Regions from separate parts of the Zea mays genome. Here all the other regions are linked to region 3. Evidence: chromatin contacts called from public Hi-C data. All regions are on one chromosome and are shown on one strand. The core of a region is the stretch at or near the end of the contact, and the rest is flanking DNA. Distances in the headings are between cores, read along the strand shown.

The links. A called contact is a pair of places that touch in the nucleus more often than the background predicts.
Region 1: a contact with region 3 is called in a Hi-C map of endosperm, with 2.6 times the contacts expected there. The contact joins the promoter of LOC103641202 here to the promoter of LOC100272494 in region 3. A contact is called at or near these places in 2 of 25 Hi-C or Micro-C datasets (endosperm and leaf).
Region 2: a contact with region 3 is called in a Hi-C map of endosperm, with 2.3 times the contacts expected there. The contact joins the promoter of LOC100383614 here to the promoter of LOC100272494 in region 3. A contact is called at or near these places in 3 of 25 Hi-C or Micro-C datasets (endosperm, leaf and tassel).

What each region holds. Positions count from the first base shown.
Region 1 is chr10:72,279,049-72,281,748 of Zm-B73-REFERENCE-NAM-5.0, forward strand. LOC103641202 (DNA polymerase I A, chloroplastic) reads left to right here and starts at 1,340. Exons shown (of 12, transcript XM_020545706.2): 1 at 1,340-1,836; 2 at 2,361-2,700. The coding sequence starts at 1,673.
Region 2 is chr10:71,936,994-71,939,693 of Zm-B73-REFERENCE-NAM-5.0, forward strand. It overlaps LOC100383614, which reads right to left and starts at 1,450. Exons shown (of 1, transcript NM_001176262.1): 1 at 1-1,450. The coding sequence starts at 1,335.
Region 3 is chr10:72,068,774-72,071,694 of Zm-B73-REFERENCE-NAM-5.0, forward strand. It overlaps LOC100272494, which reads right to left and starts at 1,633. Exons shown (of 5, transcript NM_001146963.1): 1 at 1,130-1,633; 2 at 325-439; 3 at 1-248. The coding sequence starts at 1,212.

The DNA.
Region 1 (2,700 bases), core at 90-2,589, 210 kb after region 3:
TTGAATTTACAGGATCACCTATTCACCCACTCTAGGTGTTCTCAGCGAGTTCCTCTCGTAGCGACAACTCAGCAGATTATGCATTCACGTTGGTTTAAACGATTTTTACAGAAACGATATTTACATAAGCAGACTAAGAAGCAAAAAGTTTGGTTACTACTAGTCGATTCTGACCATCAGAATCCAGCCTGAAGACAAAACAAACAGGGTCTATAAGCTACGTTTTTAAACTCGCTCTGCCATGGGTTTGAGGTACTTCTTAGTGGTTTTAGCTTTTAAGACAAAAATGACTTTGGCTTTGTCGCTTCTAGTTTTGTTTTAACTTCAGGAGTCCTATGACCAACTCCAGCAACACACCAATCTGTATCCCAATTTTGCATGCTGTACAACCTCCGTATGTTCAAGTCGCCCAGCAGTCTTCCAATCACCATCTGCATTCGTGTGTATGACAGCTTGGGTCCACGACGTCAGATTTTTAAACATTTCATTTGCTGGCCATACACGGAGATGAGAGAGACAACGTGAGAATGAGGAGTGAAAGACCGGGCGTGTATTTTGCGGAGACAAGTACGAAGGCTGTTGGAGAGCGAAATAGTGACTTAGACCGTGTATAATGCGGATGCGGAGTGGGATAGCCAGTGTTGTTGGAGTTGGTCTGAAGCAAAAAGTTTGGTTACTAATAGTCGATTCTGACAAAACAAATAGGGTCTATAAGCTACGTTTTTAAACTCGCTCTGCCATGGGTTTAAGGTACTTCTTAGTGGTTTCAGCTTTTAAGACAAAAATGACTTTGGCTTTGTCGCTTCTAGTTTTGTTTTAACTTCAGGAGTCCTATGTACACGTTTAACTGAGCATTTGATTAGATCGTCGGTGCTAACAAAGATCCTGTCAAATGAGACTTGATCTTGCAAAGAGATATATATGGTGTTTGAATGTACTGGAGCTAATAGTTAATTAACTAAAAAAATACTAATAGAATTATCTAACTAACAAATAGCTAGCCAACTATTAATTAATTTACTAAAAATAACTAATAGCTAAACTATTAGCGGTCTTTGGATGTCTTCAACTAATTTTAGTCACTAACTATTAGCTGTAGTACATTCAAACATTTCGTAAACAACACTTTATTATTTTGTAATCAAGTTCTATAGACAGAGACAGAGTGAGAGCTGAGTAGAAGATGATCATAGATATTTTTTTCTTTGAAACTGACTGACCACACGGTGATGACCGATCATTCGCGCCACAGCCAAAGTACGCTTCCACAATGGGTGATGCGGATTCTCCGTCCAATCACGGAGACGGATTTCGCCGCTTCGCTGTTCAGCAGGCCAGCAGGCAGTAGCCGCTTAAACCCTCGTCCCCCTTTCCTCCTCTTCCCCCAAACCCCGCTCTCCTCCGCCGGTCCGCCCCCGCCATCGCCTGCACTCCCCCGGCCTCCACAATAAGCCGCATCTTGCATCACACCGACGCCCTAATGCTCTCGCCGGCCTCCTCTCGCTAGGCCGCGCCGCGGACGAGCGTCCCCTGCACCTGCACACCCGCGCGACCGTGCTCGCGCCTGCTCCGCGAGAAAACGGCGCCCCTCGGTTTCTGCTTGTCCTTGTCCGCCGGCGGCGCTGCGGGGAGGAGAGGAGCCGGGTACAACCTGAGGCGGTCCGCACGGTCGATGGTGGCGGCGCAGGTGACGCCGGCGCCACTGCTGCGGCGCCACGGCTCGGCGCCCCCGTGGCTGTCGTCGTCGCCGCCCTTCCTCCTTCGCCGCCGCGCCTCGTCGCCCTTCTCCCTGCACCGCCGCGCCTCGCCGCCACTGGCGATTTCCGGGTGCAGGAGGTAGTCGCCGCGGTGCCGAATCACTCTTATTTCCTGTCGACTCAACCGATGTTCGTTGTGGCCTTCGGAGGCCGTTGAATCCTCTTCGGGCTACGTGGAACGGACGTTCTCTAGGCGGTGCTGAGTTGTGTGCCTGTGCTGGGTCGGGAGTGATGTTCGTATTGTTCTGGGCGCAGAGTGAGTCACTACGTGGATTTGCGTCTCGGGAGCTCTTCTATTTCATTTCCAACTAATTAGCTCCATGTATTGACCTCTGTAAGTACAGTCTCTGCCAACTATTCACGGGTTGAGCCGGCTGCTGCATAGGGGACGCAGTGTGCCAGTGTCACATCCTACTGTACCAAGTTTGTTCTGTTCTGCGCTGTTAGTGCACTGCCGGCTAATAGCGATACACTTAAGCTTGTCATTGTACCTTGCAATCTATTCACACTCTCTGAAATTTCTCCCTTTACACATTTTCCAGTGACTTAGTAATTTCATGTTGCTTAGTGGTTCCTAACTTTGGTAACCCTTTTAACTGACAGGCAGGACTATTCCCATTGCTCAGATATGGCTGTTCGAGGAAGCAGTGCTTTCAAGCTACGTTTCTATCCCAACTTAGAAGTACAAAATATTGCACAAGAATGGGTTAAAGAGAGCCGGAGGCTGTTCTATCTAAGAACTGCCAACAATGTCACAAATAACATCTATAAGGGAAACACTCCTCTATGGACTGGAATGGTACAAAATGAACTCTCTGAAGATTGCAGGGGTTTGAACTACACTTATTTGAATAATTTGAGGGAACGCGTATCGTCCAAATCAATTGTAAATAGACATGGTAATAACCGAGAACTGATCGGGCATAGTACGATAAATCAGCAT
Region 2 (2,700 bases), core at 200-2,699, 130 kb before region 3:
GAACTCTGTCTCCTTACCCGCTGCCTTATTCAGTGGCAAGGTCCGCAGGAAGATTGTACCCTTCAATCCAACACGCACAAGAATAGACTCCTTGAATTCTGCATTGATCTCCTCAGCAATAAACAACTCAGGAGCGGTCATTTCTGCGCGCTTAGTCAGCAAGAGATTCTCCAATGGAGTACCAGCAGCTGCATTCGGTGGCTGCCCACTTGCTACTAGCAACTCAAGCCCAGTGACGGTCCTGTCCTTGTGATCCTTCTTCGTTGTTGTAACAAACTCAGAAGCATCCAGGCCACCACCAAATGGCGCATTGAGCCCTTCAAATGCCTCAGCAAGTGAAGTCTCATCGTTGCCAAACTCAATGCCACCATAATCACCCTCAAACCCTTCAACTCCAATAAATGTCGGCTTAGTCGCCTCAGCTGGTGGCAAAGTCGTAACCTCCAATCCAGCTAGCGCAGCTGCAGGATCAGCAACCACAAGGGCAGTCTCTTTGTTCTTTTTGAACCCACCCACCAATGCCTCCTCCGGTTTGTTGTTAATCAGGTCACTGGCTGCGAAAGGATCCTTTTCCACAGGTGCTGCCTCCTCAGGTGGTGGTTCATCCCCAGTAGCAACAGTGGTCGCGGGGGCGATGTTAGACGAGAATTCGTCACCAGCCGCGAGCGTCTCCTGGGGAAGCTCGAAAGAGGCGCCCGAGAAGCCCTCCCTCGCAGCGTGGCGGTCCTGCGCGAGGTGTTCGACGACGGGCCAGGGATCCGCGCCACGGGCCCGGGCTTCGGCGTCGGGCGAGGAGTTGACCATGCGCGCGAGGTTGTCGCCATGGATGGTGGCGAGGATCTGAGAGAGGCGGACGGAGCCAACGCCGTGGAGGACGAGGTCGAGAGCGAGATAGACCTCAGGGTACTTGCGGTGCACCTTCTCAGGGGTGACGTCGACGCCACGGCAGGCTGCAACGACGACGGAGACGGACTGGTTGACAGCGTCGGCGACGGCGAAGGCGTTGACAGCAGGGGCAGCATGGTCAGAGCCTGCGGTGGTGACACCCAGAACGTAGATGGAGTTGACAAGGCGGTACACCACGCGGTACTGTGACTCGACGCCGACAACGAGCTGCCCGGACGCGGCGGCGAGCGGGTCGTCGCCGATGGCGTCGAGCGAGGCCGAGGAGGCGGAGGATGAGGAGGACTGTTGCTTGCCGCGTGCAAGGTGGAGGCGCGCGAGGCGAAAGGCGGAGACGGCGGCGAGGGCGCGGGAGACGGGGAACCAGGACCGCGTTTGCAGTAGGATGTCCGGGCCGTTCACCGGCTGCAGAGAGATCGCGAGGCACGCCATGGCGCCGCGGACGCCAAGACGAGGAGTAGATCTCCGGCGCCGCGGCGGATCTGGGGACTAGGGCTCGGGCGCGGATCTGGGGAGCAGTGGGATCTGGGAGTGGGGTGCGGCGGTGTAGGAAGGGGAAGAAAGAAAGAGAAGAGAGAACTGGGCGATGGGTGAACTCGTTCGGCGAGAAATTGGCAATTTTGCATTATGATTTGTGGGCTTCGTCATTATGTCATCGAACCATAAATCATAGATACAGATGGTCTCACCAGTTATAGACATGGAATGACATAATAACAGACAACCAAAATTAAGAGTGGCAAAATCACAAATTTCTTCTCATTCGGCCGATAAATTTGGAATTCTGAGAAGAAGCGGGTGAACCAGAGGTTTTAATTCGACACCCGATAACTCATAGGAAATTGCTTTATCCTCTCTTATGACTATTTTGGCTAGTTTGACAACTTTATTTTTTAAAAAAAATATTTTCTAAAGAAAACTAATTTATTTTTCCTTAAGAAAACAGAAAATCTCTTTAAAAAATGAGGTTATCAAATTAGCCCTTAGGGTTAGGATATGGGAAGATTTTAATCTCCACGGTATAGATGGGGGAGAAATTCTTGCTCCATTGGATAATGGATATGGATACAGAAAAGCAGAACTCGAACCCGATTACCCATACGTAATATTCACGCGGTAAAATTAGGTGTGCACTCTTGTAGTCAATAAGCCCAACAACTAACTCTAACTCTCCCAACCTTTTTAAGCACACATCCAAGAGGTTAGCCACCCGCCACCCCGCCCATGGGTCCACGTGTGACTTTTTCGTATGTTAAAAGGGCTTGATAACGAGGTCCTAAAGCTTTGCTGACGAATGCAATCGAATGGTAGGCTTGGTGAAGGACAGCTCCAATGCCTACATCGTTGGCATTTGTTTCCAATTCGAAGGGTTTGGTGAAATTAGGAAGGGCAAGAATCGGAGCCAAAATCAAAGCATTTTTAAGAGCCTAGAAGGCCTTCCCATGCTCATCTGTCCAAACAAATACTGGCCTTTCTTGAGTAAAGATAAGAGGACGACTCATGATGTTAAAATTATGCACAAATTTGCGATAGTATCTGGCTAAACCCAAAAAACTGCGACATCTTTGATGATCTTGGTGTGGGCCAAGATTTCACTACCTCAACTTTGTCTGGATTAGTTGCAACCCCATCTTTGCTAATGATGTGACCAAGGTAGTGTAAACTGGTGTGAGAAAATGAACATTTAGAGAGTTTGACTTTGAACTGATGAGTATCTAAGATGTCAAAAACAACTTGAAGGTGGTCCAAGTGAGCAGCCCAACTTGTGCTATAAACAAATATATCATCAATGAAAAC
Region 3 (2,921 bases), core at 383-2,882:
TTCATTTCTGAATAGAACTCTGCAGGTGCTGAAAGGAAAGCAACTAGATCATCTCGCTCTTCGTCATCTAACTTCACCCAGTTGAGCCCTTGCCCGCCATTGTCCATTAAAGAACCATTTATTTCTTTCTCTACACGAGATATCTGATCCTCAATGGCTACAACAAACTGCCGACGCCGTGCTACTGTACCTTCTTCCAATGAATACTTATCGTTGCTTGAACTTACAGCCCTCTCAAACTGCTCCAACTGCACAGACAATCGCTAGTAATAATTAACAAGACCACAAGTCAGCTAGTGTAAAGGGGTTTAGGTAAAAGCATGCCTGCCATTTTGCAGTTCCTAAAGCTGTCTGAAGCTCCCTTTGCAAATCGTCTACCTCCTCTGAGCCAGATCCATTACTACGCTCACGCATCCAAGTTCTATAGACTGATTCCATCCTACAAGGAGAGATCGCCAATTCGATAAATTTGGATCCAAATCTAGGTTGGCCTGGATGCATTTGACTATATGCAAGTGTAAATGTCTGTTTCAACCAGAGTTTGTATCATATTGTCACAACCCCCCCAAGCAGCATTGCACGACTAAATTAACAAATAGAACTGTCAACTGAAGCAAAGCTGACTTGATTAGAACATAGCACTACTTGGCCAAACCATACAATACAAAATAGCGACATAAATGAACCCAATAAGATATGAGGTGCCACCAAAGAACCAGTTTTTTTTTACGAAATCACAATCTCAACTAATAGAAGGAGAGAACGGACAAATAGAGCCAGCAGTTAACCAATCAGAGAGAAAATAAGCATCCAAATCTCATCTTACACAATTCACAACCTAGCCTAACAATCACTTAATAAAAAATTAATATAAAATTCAAGAGTCTAGAGTTCTCGAGTCTGCAAGGACCGCGAACAAGCACGGTTCAGATCAGAATCCCATCCTAAACACAGCACACCCATAATCCACAAAATAAAGGAACAGCAATCCAACCTTCGAAAAAGGGATCGATCAAAATTCACGGCAAAGACAATCGCCAAGAGGTAGACATGCATATATATACATAAAGTTAAAAGTTTTGAAGCCCCTGGCGCAACGAATCGAAGCCAGGATGACGAAGGCACTCACAAGTCCGCGGACTCCTGCACCTCCTCGGCCGCCTGGAAGAACCCGTCCTTCTGCCACTGCTCGAGCCCTCCCGAAGCCGCCATGTCGGCCGCCGCCGCCGCAGCTGCAGCTGCAGATCAAATCAGGAACCAGACACCCGATCGGCTCCGAGGCACCAACACCAGCTACGGCGGCTCCGAGCTCCAGGCGCCCCGCCTCAATGTCGCGCGGCCAGGCCAGCAAGCGAGATCCCGCGGGGGGCTGCCGTGCCGACCAGGAGCTGCGCACGCCAAGAAAAGGCAGCGATTGCTTGCGCGCTTCCGCTCAGCAGGGAGGAAGAGGAAGCGGGGAGAGGTGGAAGACGTAGGACGGTAGGAGGGGGGCGACGCGACGACGGGTAGCAATTGGCGTAGGAGGGGAGGAGAGACCGAGACCGAGAGAGGGTGATGGGGAAGTGAACTACTCTACCCTAGCTATATCGCCGCGCCGCCCATTGGTGTTGTTTGGTTTTGGTTCCTCATTCTGGTGGCTTCAGGATGTCAGCCTCTTTCTTCCCCACCACTACTAGCCTCAACTATATTTTCAGTACTACTAGTTGTCAAGTACTCAAGTTACTTCATATATTATTTTTTTAGCAGGGAAGTTTTCTGCTTCCACAGTTTTGTGGGCATTTTGTTTAAGCATAAATAATTGTATGTTCAGGGTACAATCCACGTGACATGTCTCCTTTTATTATTTTCTCCACGCAGCTGAATAAACTATTACGAATGTATGTGCTTCGTAAGAGCATCTATCTTTTCCAAGATAGGATCTTAATATGATTGTTTCCTAAAATATTTCATCATATTCATGTCATGTCTTAATATTTCGTAAAATATTTTCTAAAATGTTTCGTAAAATATAATTGTGTTGACACCTTTTTAGGGCGCCAATCACTCAATATGAACCAACGGCGGTGCTATTTGCACAGGTGTGGACGGTCCGCGGCCTGACGTGGGGCTAGGGTTCCTGCCTGACGACCGGACGGTCCACGCCCTAGGGCCGGACGGTCCGCGCGTGCGTAGGAGCGGCGGAAGATCGCCGGCGGCGCCTGGATCTCGCTCCCGGGAGGGACCCCGTCGGGGAGGAGAGATCCTACGAGTTATCTAGGCTCGGGCAGGCCGACCTAGACTCCTCTAATCGACGTAGAGTCGAAGAGAAGCAAAGAATTTAGGGATTGTAATGCTAAACTAGAACTAGACTAGAACTACTCCTAGGAAATAAATGCGAAATAGAAGTGTTATTGATTCGATTGATGATTACAAATCGGTTGTATACCTCTATTTATAGAGGAGGGGGGCTGGACCCTTTACAAACTAATTTCCGAGCTATTTCCTCGAATCTAGCTAACAACCGTAGCACAAAACTCGGAACCCTAAACTGCTCTGCGCACGCGCGGACCGTCCGGCCTCAAGGCCGGACTGTATGCCCTCTCAATTTGGTGCCCAACATATGCCCCCTGCCTTTTGGTGGAGCTGTGCAAACCAAAAGCATCTTAACACGATGTGATTACATCGGTTTTCTTAAACATCTTGCCACATACTAGGATGGTACTGCTTGAGGAAACGCCCATTCAAAGCCTTGGGCAAATCCTTGCCTTGTAATGTTTGTAGTAAATAGGCGTTACCAGACATTACCTGTTTTACTTTATAAGGACCCTCCCAGCTTGGCGACCATTTCCCAAACTTTCGGTCTTTATTCCTTAGAGGCGGGATGATCTTCCACACCAGGTCCCCTACTTGAAATGACTTTGCTTTGACCTTCTTGTTGTAGG